Regions from separate parts of the Sus scrofa genome. Here regions 1 and 2 are each linked to region 3. Evidence: chromatin contacts called from public HiChIP or PLAC-seq and promoter capture Hi-C data. All regions are on one chromosome and are shown on one strand. The core of a region is the stretch at or near the end of the contact, and the rest is flanking DNA. Distances in the headings are between cores, read along the strand shown. Region 1 holds the start of LOC110256637 (SMC5-SMC6 complex localization factor protein 2). Region 2 holds the start of CHUK (conserved helix-loop-helix ubiquitous kinase). Region 3 holds the start of NDUFB8 (NADH:ubiquinone oxidoreductase subunit B8).

Evidence for each region. Promoter capture Hi-C pulls out the DNA fragments that hold promoters and counts their contacts. HiChIP or PLAC-seq counts read pairs in DNA pulled down with a chosen protein or histone mark.
Region 1: a promoter capture Hi-C map of liver shows a contact between it and region 3, with 9 times the contacts expected there. The contact joins the promoter of LOC110256637 here to the promoter of NDUFB8 in region 3. A contact is called at or near these places in 3 of 5 promoter capture datasets (fetal liver and liver) and 1 of 2 datasets of contacts at active chromatin or transcription factors (alveolar macrophages).
Region 2: an H3K27ac HiChIP or PLAC-seq map of alveolar macrophages shows a contact between it and region 3. The contact joins the promoter of CHUK here to the promoter of NDUFB8 in region 3. A contact is called at or near these places in 1 of 5 promoter capture datasets (fetal liver), 1 of 47 Hi-C or Micro-C datasets (heart right ventricle) and 1 of 2 datasets of contacts at active chromatin or transcription factors (alveolar macrophages).

What each region holds. Positions count from the first base shown.
Region 1 is chr14:111,993,722-111,998,275 of Sscrofa11.1, reverse strand. It overlaps LOC110256637 (SMC5-SMC6 complex localization factor protein 2), which reads right to left and starts at 1,494. Exons shown (of 20, transcript XM_021072667.1): 1 at 1,204-1,494. It also overlaps the pseudogene LOC110256638.
Region 2 is chr14:111,349,947-111,354,077 of Sscrofa11.1, reverse strand. It overlaps CHUK (conserved helix-loop-helix ubiquitous kinase), which reads left to right and starts at 2,409. Exons shown (of 18, transcript NM_001114279.1): 1 at 2,409-2,513. The coding sequence starts at 2,409.
Region 3 is chr14:111,631,702-111,636,305 of Sscrofa11.1, reverse strand. It overlaps NDUFB8 (NADH:ubiquinone oxidoreductase subunit B8), which reads left to right and starts at 2,758. Exons shown (of 5, transcript NM_001144842.2): 1 at 2,758-2,846; 2 at 3,112-3,238. The coding sequence starts at 2,762. LOC102158751 (a long non-coding RNA gene) reads right to left here and starts at 2,753. Exons shown (of 2, transcript XR_307758.3): 1 at 2,621-2,753; 2 at 1,004-2,517.

The DNA of each region.
Region 1 (4,554 bases), core at 245-2,744, 360 kb before region 3:
TCTTTTCAAGTAATACACCTGAGAGAAAACTGGCTTTGGGTAAAACATACAAGAAATCTGTAAAGTAACCATGAATGTATCTTTCAAGACAGAACAATCCCTTAAATTCATAGGCACAGAAAGATCCATTACTTACTTATAACTAGTTTAAAAAGTACTTGTTAACAGCACACAAACCCTTATCTGAAACTCTAGGGACCAAATGTGTTTAAAAATTTTGAATTTACTGGATTTTAGAAAGGTGGTGGATAGTATTATGTAAAGCCCCCAGGGGGGTCTGAGACTGTACCCTGTAAGCACACACATTAATATTCCCCAGCAAGACTTAAGAATACTCACACTTAATAGGAAAAAGACCATCTCTAGCTTTCCATTAGTTCTGGTCAGGTTTGGCTGCCAAGTTAGATGTGGCGCCAAACTTATCGAAAACTTTCGGTTTTCACGGTTTTCTGGCTTTTGGAATTAAGATAAGGGGTTGTGGACCTATACCACAATTATTATAAGATATATTTGTTGTTAAACTTACGCTACAAGCTTTTAAACTTAAAATAAAAAAGACAGTACCAAGTGCGTAGAGAATTTAAACACGTTTTATTGTCAGAGGATGTCATTTGATGAAACTCTCCATCTCATTACATAGCTCCCACAAAATCTTTACAAAAAAACCTGGCCTCTTGGAAAGGCGTAAAGTTCCTGAAGAAGAAAATATATCACATTCCAAATCTGCATGTTCTTTTAATTAAAACTTATCGTGTATACTAGACTATAAAGCAATTCGTGGAAGGGTTTCCCTCATCACATCTTACATAAGTTTACCCACAACGTAGAAAAGGCTTAAACGATTCAACCACTAGAAGCATTAGAACGGACAACGTACAGAAAACCACTTAAATATGCATTTAGCAGTCAGGGCCCCGGGTCCAGCTAAAGTAAAGGGCAAAAATCACGTTCTACCTAAGGCGGGTTGTCCATCGCCAGCCAGGCTGTGGTCACTAGACCGAGAACAGCGTCCCAACTACAGAAAAGGAGACTCGAACTCCCAGCAGCCACCGCGCGGAGGCGGGGCGAGGGGGTTGCCAGGCCCCGGACGCGGAGGCCTGAGCTCGCGGAGGATGGCGGGAACTGGAAGAGTGGCCGTCCGCAGTCCTCCCTCATACCCTTGCCCCCGCGACCCGGCCCCTTCTCAAGCCCTCTGCACGGTACCTGTCCCCAGGACTCTCTGTTCTCTTTCCCGCTGCAGCAGGGACGGTACTACCGGGTCTCAGATGGCAGCGCGGGGGCGACGACCCTGGGGCTGGGGATGAGGGGAAACCTGGCCTAGCGGGCATGCAGCGCCTTGTCATGTCGGCGCCGCTGGCGACGGCGGCATGAGCTGTGGCTGGAGCAGCTGGGTGCGTGGTTGCCGTCTTGCTGCTGGGTCTCGGGGAGGCTGTCGGAGCAGAGGTGGGCGGCACCCCCTTCTCTCTTCATGGCGGTTCTCTCTCTTCGGAAGTGACTCCGGTGTGAGCGGGAAGGAACCTGAGGACCAACAAGGGGCGGGTTTTACTTGAAGCGTCATATTCTGATTGGCTGGCACGGCGGTCAGTCCAGTAGTGGCGCAATAGAAAGCCTCAGCCTCTCAGGAGAAGGCGGGGCCTCAGGGAGGGGGTGGGGAGAAGAAAAACTGCCCCCCGTCACGTGCATGGGGGTAGTGGTGGGGGCGCCGCGGCGTCCGGGCTGTGTCCGCCCTGGCGGGCGCGCGGGGGCGGGAAGGCGCGGGCTGTCAAGGGCGCTGCGGCAGCTGGCGACACCCGTCTTGAGGAGAGCGAGGGACGAGGTTTGCAGACGTAAAGTGGAGCCCAGCAGCTGCCCTCGATCAGGATGGCCAACAGTTGGGCTTCCTGTGTCGTACAATTGTGCCTCAGAAATCCCCAGCTGTTCATTACATCGTCTAACATCTTAGGCCAAGTACCCTTATGCCGTCACCATTTCCTTGGTGGTCTGCACAGCCCAATCTGAAGACTTGCTCATTGTGTGAAGGTTCTTGTTAAGTGCTGGGGTGGCTCCTTTTCCTCTTTTTTTTTTTAAGAAGGAAAACAAACAAACAAATAAAAACCCACCTCATTGAAATAAAGACTGTTTTTATTCCACAAACGCATTTTGTTTTCAGTTGCTGAAATGAGTTATCCGTAAAGTCTCTGGAGCCAAATTCTTGAAGATTTTTGAAAGGAACACAGGGCCATCTTTCAATCACCCATGTTAAGTGATTGGTGAAAACTGCCAGCAATCTCCAATCCTCCTTTGTAAAGGGTTTGTGCTTTGGAGGCTCTTAGCCAGAGTTTTCCCTACAAACTGAGAGGCTGATCAAAGTATCTCTGAGCCTCAGTTTCCATGTCTATAAAGTGGGCATTCTGCTTTTCTGGGTAATTGTAAACCATAAAAATGATAAGCAATGCAAACTGCACAGCCCAGGGTCTCTCATGTAATAAGTATGGGGCAAATTAGTATTCCTTTTCCTTTGTTCTTTAGACACACTCTCACACTTTGAACTTACTACAAAAATCTTCCAGATAGGTCAGATAGTGTTATAATAACTATTAACCAAAATATCAGTCTCAAGGTTGTTCAAGTCTTAATTGTCAGGCCTGTTCAATCAGTTGGATGGAACACAATCTTAAATGACACAAAAGAATTTAGACACGTCTTTAAAGTTTATTGTACTGAGATTTAACTGCTTTGGTAGCTAAGCATGCTTGAATGACTGGCAGTTCACCTCCTCTCCTTCCCTGTTAGCCCTCAGGAGGAAGAATTAATGAGAAACAAAGTGGCTAACAGGGTGGCAAAGTGGTGGGAGGGAAGAAGGTAAAAGTGAACGGACAGGTTTCTCATTCACCCCCAAAGCATACATACAGACCTATATCCTGGGTTGTGGGGATGAAAAAAAGGAAGTACTGAAATAAGGGACATTTTTTTGCTCCTAATAACAGGTTTCTATACCTAGCATTGTTCCTTACATAAAAAAGAAAATAATAGAATATGTGTTGAATGAACAGTGACTTTTATATTTGTTTATTAAGGGCTTTTTACATGTAGTATTTCCAATCTTTTGTATTATTGCTTTCTGTCGGATGTTACTACACTAGCAAGTTCCTGTTTCTATAGCAGCACATCTACAAAACATTTACTCTGATTCGTTTCATTGCAAGTCCAGTCCATAAAAAAGAGTTATGCATAAAAACACGTTCTGCATGATCAATTAGTTGCTTTTCTTGGATTATAGTATTTGAATCATCCAGCCTCCAAGGTATTGCTTTAAAGTCTGTACGCATGCTACCAAACAATAGTTTTCAAATTTTCTTAATCTGAGCAACAGATTATGAAGTTAAGTGAGGCAAGAAATCCCTTGATCAATAAATGGAGATGGAGTCATAATGAAAACACAATTTAAAAAAATCTCTTCTTAACAGGGAAGTAGTTATCTAAATCCTTAATAAGCATTAAGGCTCTTCTTTGTTTAACTGTGTTTGAAAATAATACAGATTTGAATTGCAGGGCGAAATATGCTTAACATACGGACCAAAACTGCTGGGAGCTGCTAAGGCTCTTCCCCTACCCCCCAAATAGTGTTGGACAGTCTATTATGTGTTTATATCCTTTCTCTCACTTTGAATTTGTGTATACATATATACTGTGTGCACACACATGGTTAATGTAAAGGTTTTTCACACATTACTTGGTAGTGGGCTGGAAATAGATGGCTTGGAAATTGTACACTAGGTGAAAGATATTAACGAGCCCAGGTATTTGCGTGTGAGGAGATGAAGGAAGAGAAAAATCAGGGTGGGGCTGGGGGGAGAGGTTGATGAATAAAGTAGAAAAGACTGATTAGAAACTGAAGGGGGTGTTCCCGTCGTGGCTCAGTGGTTAACAAATCCAACTAGGAACCATGAGGTTGCAGGTTTGATCCCTGGCCTTGCTCAGTGGGTTAAGGATCCGGCGTTGAGGTGAGCTGTGGTGTAGGTGGCAGATGTGGCTTGGATCCTGCATTGCTGTGGCTCTGGCATAGGCCGGTGGCTACAGTTCCAATTCGACCCCTAGCCTGGGAACCTCCATATGCCGCGGGAGCGGCCCAAGAAATGGCAAAGAGAGAAAAAAAAAAAAAAAAAGAAAAAGCAACTGAAGGCAAAACTTTAGCCAGGATTGGAAAAGTAATTTGGAGAAATGAAGGCCAGATGACCATGAAAGTGTAATTTGAGAATGTTTCTGGGCATGAGGGTAGGGAAGCAAAGACCATAGGAGCGGAGTGACTTCTGATATGGTGCTTTTATGGGGTACTCATTAGCTAGGGTTAGCACCCTGAGTTGTTAAAGACAATAGGAGGAGCACAGACTCTGACCTTGATGGGAAAGAATGGGGTAGCGGCAGAAACAATGTTACATGCACAACAGATCAGGTTTGTTGGGGGGCTCAAGCTGACTTCAGAGTCCTGAGAGGAGTGACAGTATAGCTGATGCCAGAGATACAAGCAGACACAAAGACAGAAAACAATTTGGGGAGATTGGCTCACACAGTACC
Region 2 (4,131 bases), core at 1,160-3,659, 280 kb after region 3:
TTTGATCCCTGGATGCCATGGATGCGGTAAAAAAAAAAATTAAATTAAAAAAAATAGATGAATATAGTCCGAACCTGAGTAATAATCAGTATTTAGGAAGTGCTTGGAAATAGAGTGATCCAACAAGTACATGGAGAAGGAGCAGAGAGAGATCACAAGAGAATGCTGTATCTTAGAAACCAAAAGAAAAATAATTGGTCCAGGAGTTTCTGTCATGGCACAGCAGAAACGAATCTGACTAGTATCCATGAGGATGTGGGTTTGATCCCTGGCTTTGTTCAGTGGGTTAGGGATCCGGTGTTGCCATGAGCTTGGTGTAGGTCACAGAGGCAGCTTGGATCTGGCGTTGCTGTGGCTGTGGTGTAGACTGGCAGCTGTAGCTCCGATTTGACCCCTAGCCTGGGAACTTCCATATGCCGCAGGTGTGGCCCTGAAAAGCAAAAAAAGAAAAATAATTGCTCCTAAATATTGGGCACTTATGGCCCAGACATTGTTTTACTTAATCTTCATAAAATATGAGCTAGGTATTATTACCTCCATTTCATTTATTTCTTTTTTGTCTTGGTTGCACCCATGGCATGTGGAAATTCTAGGGATCAAACCAACCGTGCCACAGCAGAAATATGCGCTGCAGCAGTAATGCCACTCGTTCCTAAACCTTTGAGCCACCAGGGAACTCCTTATTACCTACATTTTACACAAGACAAACTGACAGACCTGAAGATTGTGGAGCTTGAAGTCAGTCAGCCAGGATTTTTTTTTTTTTATCTTTTTTTCAATTCAGAAGAAGCCTCAAAAAGTAAACTATGGGAAACAAGCCATTTCCTGCAAAGATGGCCACTTCAGTGTCTTCAGGTCCTCTGCATTCCTTCCTAGCTCTTCCAAGTGAGAATTATGAGATTTTGGCCCCACCTCTGGAAATCAGATACACTCCACTATACACCTAGCAAATAAGGGTTTTGTGCTATTAGAATAATCTGCCACAATCACATGTGTAGTCCTCTAGCTCTAAGGGACATGCTCTTGGAGGAACTATTTGCCACCTCCAAGTCTGATGCTCCAGTTCCATGGCTACCTAGCACATGTGGGAAACTACAACACACACAGATTACTTATGACCTATAGTACAACATGGTTTGTATCATACAGATTTCAACATTCTGTTTGCAGTAGTTAGGGATTCTGGGGATAGTGGACATATGCTGTCAAAGCCCAGCCAGAGCTTTCAAAGCACCCGGCAGCAGTGCTGTGGTGCACATGCTGCATCCACCTTTGTAAGTCTCAACATGCTATGTCTGTTGCTGCACAGTCATGTGTCACAATTGTTAGCTGGAATTCTAAGTAGTCATAGACCGGGGTACACAAATGATGATTCAGGTGCACATAATCTCAGGAGGATCAAATGACTGCTTAACACAGCTGACATATTTTTTCAGAGAATTTGATTCCATGCTGATGTTATACTTGAAGTAATTGAGCTTGGTAAGTTCCATGAAGCTTAGAACAGACTTAAAGCGAAAACGAGATGGTTCCGCTATTCTAAGGCCACCTACCATTTGGAAGCGCTTCTTGTTGCACTAACAGCATCCCCAAGCTTGCCTCTGCATCCCCGCCTGGCGCATCAGAAACAATCCCCACAGTGAGGAACAACCCTGCTGGCAAACCCATAACTGGAGCTGTGCCTGACAGCAAGCTCCGTGAGGCATTTGGGGAAAAGCTTCCGAAGTCAGGAGGAGCATTCTTTACTCTAGAACAGTGTCACATCCTTGAGTTTGGGGTTACAAGCGAGATCCTGGAACCGATGTATAGGAAGTCAAGCAAAAGAAGAGCTGAGCCTGACTGTCGAAGGAAGATGATTAATCATTTTGGGAGGTGGGGGGCGGGGGGAGAACTCTGAAGCCTGGTGCATCAGTGGGCCTGTTAGTGCAGGATTCTTTCTAGTTCTTCAGATTTCACAATATTTAAATCCTTGGTAGCTTTGCCAGTGCCAGCTCAGCGGGTGCTGACGCTGGAGGGCAGATGGCAGAGGTCTGAAGAGAGGTTAAGTGTAAATAGGGGTGGAGACGATGGGAAGTTTAGAAAGATGAATATGGGAGAGACTGGTTTGGAAAGTGATTTAAAAGGAATCTAGGGTTTGGAGAGGTCTTATATTCTTGAACACTGTAAAGACAACTGAGTTCCCTCGCCAGAAAAACGTCCAGGGAATTTACAGCGGGTAGAAAGCACTCCTCTCTCATTTCGCCGGCAGCGTCCCAACAGTCCCCAGAGGACTTGGGGCGGGGCTTTTCCGGCAGCAGTTAACGGAAGTGACGCAGGCCTCTCGCGAGAGGAAAGACGCGCGATCCGCGGCTGCCCGGAACCGGCCTTGGAACTGTGGCGGAACCGAAGGCCGCTTGCCCTCCCGCCCCATGGAGCGGCCCCCGGGGCTGCGGCCGGGCGCGGGCGGGCCCTGGGAGATGCGGGAGCGGCTGGGCACTGGCGGCTTCGGGAACGTCTGCTTGTATCAACATCGGGTGAGGCGGTGCTCGCGGGGGAGCGGCTGTGGGTGTTTGTCAGAGCGCCTGTGGAACACGGTGACTGTCAATATGTGAGGTTGCCGCTGATACCTGGGGCAGTATTGTTGGCCACTGAGCCTGTGTGTGTGTGGGTGAGAGAGAGGGAGAGGGAGAGAAAGGATTTGAGGGCGAGGAGAGATTGCGTTTGTGAATCCGGTGACTGAGTTTGAGGTTGTGTCTGAGGTCTTGGTCAGTGTGTGTGAGAAGGAGCTATTGGGGGAACTTTTGTTATGATTGTCAAGATCTGACAAAGAGTTTTCTGAGTGTGACGGGGGTATGTGTCCCTCTGAATGTAGAGGTAGAGTGTGTGAGGCAGACACACCTCAATCAGGGTGTGTATTGTGGGCACAACAGGGTAAGAAGATGGGGCGGAAGAAGGGGCTGCCTATTGGAATGTGTGTGTTCGTGTATGTGTTTGGAGAACATGTGGCGTCAGTAGGGTCTGGAGTAGACAAGGGTGGTGTCATGGTGGGTCCACAGTTAAGTTTTGGGGCGCATTGGGTAGGCTTTGGAATTGGGATGCTTTCCAGGGTAGGGAACCCTATGAGGATCAGCTGGTGAAAATGATCATGGCTTCGCGAGGGAAGGAGATAGATTGGGGATGAGGTGCTGTAACTGGTGGAAGACAGCTAACATCAGTCTTGGGAATTGTAGTTTGATTTCATTGAAAATGTTTAACCAGCAGCTAATAATCATTTTTGAGCTAACCTTTTGATATACCGATAAAAGCTATGAAACCTTTCCTTAGCTGGATGCACAGATGCACATCCACACAACCTTATGCATTGACATTTAAGGGGGTCTGTGCTCTCCTGAAGGATTTTGATAGACTCTCCTGAAGGACTACGACAGATGTGTAGACTTGGGAATAATAATCCCTGCAGTATAGCTTTTTTTTTGTCACCAAATGGTTATAATAATGTATTAGACATCATGGGTCTGTTTGAAAGGGTTTTTTTGTTTGTTTTTTGTTTTGTTTTTTGTCTTTTTAGGGCTGCACCCATGGCATATGGAGGTTCTCAGGCTAGGGGTCTAATCAGAGCTGTTACTGCCGGCCTAAGTCAGAGCCACAGCAATGTGGGATCTGAGTTGCCTCTGCAAGCTACACCACAGCTCACGGCAATGCTGGATCCTTAATCCACTGAGCGAGGCCAGGGATCGAACCCGCAACCTCATGGTTCCTATTCGGATTTGTTTCCGCTGTGCCACTACGGGAACTCCAAAAGTTAAATAAGATAATAATGTATATAAAGTTAAATAGAATACCTGGCCCATGGTAAGCTCACATGTTAGCTCCTACTGCTGCTGTGTTGTTGCTTTGTCTTCATATTCATCATCATTAATTGATATTCAAAAAGGGAAGGTCAAGGTAAAAGTAGTGATCTCAAAGATTTTTTGTTCTGTGTGGGAGAACATATAGAACAGGATAAACAGTTAAGAGAACATAGAACAGGATAAACAGTTAAGATGTTACAGAAACGGTGTACTTTGGGCTGTGAATTAAGAAGTAGGTTCAAGAGGAGAAATCATGATGTGCTGTCTTAAAGAATATGGGTGTGAGAGAGAGCATACAGTA
Region 3 (4,604 bases), core at 1,509-4,008:
CGCGCGAGAGAGAGGCCCAGAGACACTAAGAACGCGGCGCCGAGTCCTGGGGAGCGCCTCCTAATGGTGACCTACAGCTCTACACCCTACAATCGGCCCCGGAAGACGGGGACTAAATATTATTCCCACTGATTAGGGGTGATCATTGGGTTAACCAACTCACAATTTTTTTTTTTTTTTTTTTTTTTTTTTTTTGCTGCAAGGCATACACAACAGGCAAAGAAGGAGGCAAGTTTAGTGAGGCATTAAATTTTACACTCATGGATGGGGAGAGACACAAACTTGACCTACCTAAGTCAGAAGGAAAAGCAAAGAAGAATGGAAAAGCGATGGATAGACGTTGGGCAAAGAAAGGTTGCTCTGAAGGCCTCAGCAAAAGATATATGGCAAGAGCCCAGGAGTCACTGGTGAATTCCATCAAACATTTAAAAAAGTATTCTTTTTTTGTTTGGTTGGTTGGTTTGTTCGCCTTTTAGGGCCGCACCCACAGCATATGGAGGTTCCCAGGCTAGAGGTCTAATCAGAGCTACAGTTGCCAGCCTACACCACAGCCACAGCAACGGCAGATCCAAGCGGGTCTTCCACCTACATCACAGCTCACAGCAATGCCGGATCCTTAACCCACTGAGCAAGGCCAGGGATGGAACCCACAATCTCATGGTTCCTAGTTGGATTCGTGTCTGCTGCACCAAGACGGGAACTACTAAAAAAGTATTCTAAAAAAAAAAATTGGAGTTCCCATCATGGCTCAGCAGAAACAAATCTGAATAGTATTCATGAGGACGCACGTTTGATCCCTGGCCTGGCTTAGTGGGCTAAGGATCCAGTATTGCTGTGAGCTGTGGTGTAGGTTGCAGATGCTACTCGGATCCCATGTTGCTGTGGCTGTGGTATAGGGCAGCAGCTATAGCTCTGATTTGACCCCTAGCCTGGGAACCTCCATACGCTGCAGGTGCAGCCCTAAAAAAAACAAAAACAAAAAAACAAAAAAAGCACGTGAATAGATGCTCAATATCTTTAATCACCAGGGTAATGCAAATCAAAACCACAATGAGAAACCATTTATACTCACTAGAATGGCTATGATAACAAAGACAGATTAATAACAAATGTTGGTGAGAATGTAGAGAAGTTTGAACTCTCATACACTGCTAATGGAAATGTAAAATGGTGCAACTTCTTTGAAAAATAGTTTTTATAGTTTTGCACAAAGTTAAACACAGAATTACCCTATGACCCAGCAATTCCACTACTGGGTTTATACCCAAGAGAATTAAGAAAATACATCCACACAAAAACTTCTACAAGAATGTTCATAGCAGCATTGTTCATAATAGCCAAAAAGTTGAAAGAACCCAATGTCCATCAACTAATGAACATATAAACAAAATGTTATATATCCATATAATGGAATATTATTTGGCCATAAAAAGTAATGAAGAAATGAAACATGCTACAACATGAACAAACCCTGAAAACACTAAGTAAAATAAGTCAGACACAAAAAGCCACATATTGTATGATTCCATTTATATAAAATGTCCAGAACAAGCAAGTCCTCAGAGATAAAAGGTAAGTTAGTGGTTGCCAGGGGGTGGAAGAAGGAAGAATACTCTATGTGTATATAGGGTTTCTTTTGGGGGTTGAAAAAAAAGTCTTAGAATTAGAGAGTAGTGGTAATTGTGCAACTTTGTAAACATATTAAAAATCACTTTATTGTCCACTTTAAAGGGATGAATTTTTTGGTATGTGAATTATATATTAATAAAAATAAACAATTTAGACCAACTCTGTTTCTTTACCAAATTAGTCAGAAATTGCTATTGATTGAATACAAATGTCATCCAACCATTCCGAACTTTTAATTAGATGCTCATTTACAAGAGGGCAAGTTGCTGTGAAGCAGTTCTTCCTCCAAATTCATATACCGAATACTACATAACAGTTCTTATTGCGCTGATAAATATGAGAATGTCTTTAATTTTGGGCTCTGCTCCAAATAAAAATCACCCTAAAAGTTCCTGGAAATATCAGCATATTTATACTGTGTAAATTAAATCCCATTTAAGTACATAAAAACATTCATATGCAAACCATAATGCCCCCTATTCTTTTGTTAGGCTAGTGTTTGTTAATTGTGGTTTGGCTTTAAGTGAAAGCCAAGTCCTAGCAAATCTGAGGCAGGTTCAGATGATAGGAAAGGTTGAGGTAAACATGGACTGAAACTGAAGAACCAGTTCGGCGCCGATTTTTGTGTTGCACTGTACATCTAACAGAAGGAGGTAACTAATCTAGAAAGCCGAACAAGAACAAACGAGACCAAGGGCTGAATTTCAATAATGATCATGTTGGGAAATGGAAGGAGAAACGGCCAGTGAAGGAGAGGAAAAAGGCAAGCAGCTAGAGATTAAGGAAGGGTCATTTTACTTGTAGAGCTCCTGGGAAAGGTGGGTCAGCCGTCCACCTGTGATGCCCCGGTTCTGAGTTCCTGTTATCCCTGGATGCCTCTGATTTCAACTGAGGGAGAAAAAGGACACAACAATCTTAAATGTCAAAGCAATGGTTGGCTTGTTTTTCTCTCCTTCCTGCCCTCCCTCTCTGCCTCAATCCATCCGCTCACCTTCCCCCGGGCTTCCCAGCACCATTTAAGCCACGCCCTTATGGAACCTTTGAGATGTTTCTCCTTTATCGTGTTTGGCCCAGCTCAGCCGCCGTGACAGGCCTTTGCGCATGTGCGGGGTGAAACTGGAAGAAGGTGAAGATGGCGGCGGCCAAGGCGGGGGTACTGGGAGTACGATGGCTGCAAAGGGCAGCCCGGAAAGTGGTGCCGTTGGGTGCACGTACAGGTCCGCGAGAATCACCGAGGTCTCAGTGTGGGGAGGGGTCGCCTGAGGTTTGGTGTGTCGAATGGAGGGTGCCTATCGTGGATACTGAGGCGGCTGAGTCCGGGCGGGGGCGGAGGTGGAGTTGGTACTTTTAAGAAAAACAGGTAGCGGGTCTGCTGGTCCTCTGAAGTCTCGGGCTTCGACCTCTGCAGCCACTGCACCTCGAAGCCTTCACAGCGGCAGGAGGAATGGGGGCGCTTCTGACTTACCCTCTTTTGCTCTCTAGCCTCCCATGTTACCAAGGACATGTTCCCAGGACCCTATCCCAAGACCCCGGAAGAACGGGCTGCCGCCGCCAAGAAGTATAATATGCGGGTAGAAGACTACGAGCCTTACCCAGATGATGGCATGGGGTGAGACAGGGTCTCCTCGCCCTTGGGCAGTTGTGGAAGAAGGTCGGCTGGGTTGGGTGGCTCTACTCTGACCCTTTTCCCCCGAACCTTCTCTTGATCCCTCAAAGTCAGTGGTGTGGGTGCCTTTCTCTATCTGTCGGGAGGTGGGAGGGGATGGGTGAGCAGCTGCAGCCGAGAGGACTTTAATTTTCTCCTTGGCTCAGGCAGTTTCCTCAAATGAGGAAGCCGAGGTTTTAATAGCTCCCTTGAGGGCCCCTGAATAGCAGGAACCTTCCTTGGCTCCATCCAGAGCGCAAGGTTTCATTTAGATTGAGCATCTGCTGGGCTCAGGTGCTGTCATCCAAGCACTTGACCAGGCTGGAGCTGGACTCCTGTCATGAGAGCTTTATTTATAGATGGAATACGCTACATTTATGTGTATATCTTTTTTTTTTTAACAATATCTTTGCCATAAGGCCGTGGAAATCATAACGACTTTAAAGCAGATTAAATAGCCAATCCCTTACTACAGTTGATAGTATTCCCCTGAACCCCATAATATCCCTATGGTTAATTATCTGAGGTGATTACCAGCACCGTCCTCTTCTGTCCTAGAATCACTCTTTTCAGTCGTGGTTTTAGCAGCTCCTATTCATCTTGTTGTTTTCCAATCACTTTCTGTGACACATATCTAGTTGTCATCATTTCCTATGTATTTTATTGTGCTGTGGAGAAGACTAGCCTCTTGATCAGTCTGTATAAGTTGAACCTGGAATTATTGGGGGGAAAACCCATCTTATCAAGAAATCCCATGAAGTGTTTGAGATATGGAGATGTATGCCAACTCCGTGGTTGAGGAACATAGTTGTAATGAAATGAGTGTTCTTCTTATCTGTATTATTTATTCTGATTAGCTGGGTGAACTTATGTTTAGACTCTAAACTTCAGTTTTATTTTATAATGACGGAAACAGTGATTTCGCACTAAATTTCCTTCCAGTGCTAACATTACAACATTGTGTTCCTTTTGTTCTTTTTATTGAACGAGGTAAGAAAAGCTTATGTAGGGGGTTCCCCTTGTGGCTCAGCAGTAATGAATCTGACTAGCATCCATGTGGATCGAGTTCGGTCCCTGGTCCTGCTCAGTGGGTTAAGGATCGGTGCTGCTGTGAGCTGTGGTGTAGGTCATAGACAAGGCTGGCCTGGGAAATTTCATATGCCACAGGTGCAGCCCCACAAAGCAAAAAAAAAAAAAAAGGCTCATGTACATTAAAATGTTTCAGAGTTTGACATGAATTCTTTTTTTTTTTTTTCCCCAGTCCCTGATTCAATCCATAGTCCAGGAACTTCCATATGCTGTGGATGCAGCAATTTAAAAATAAATAGGA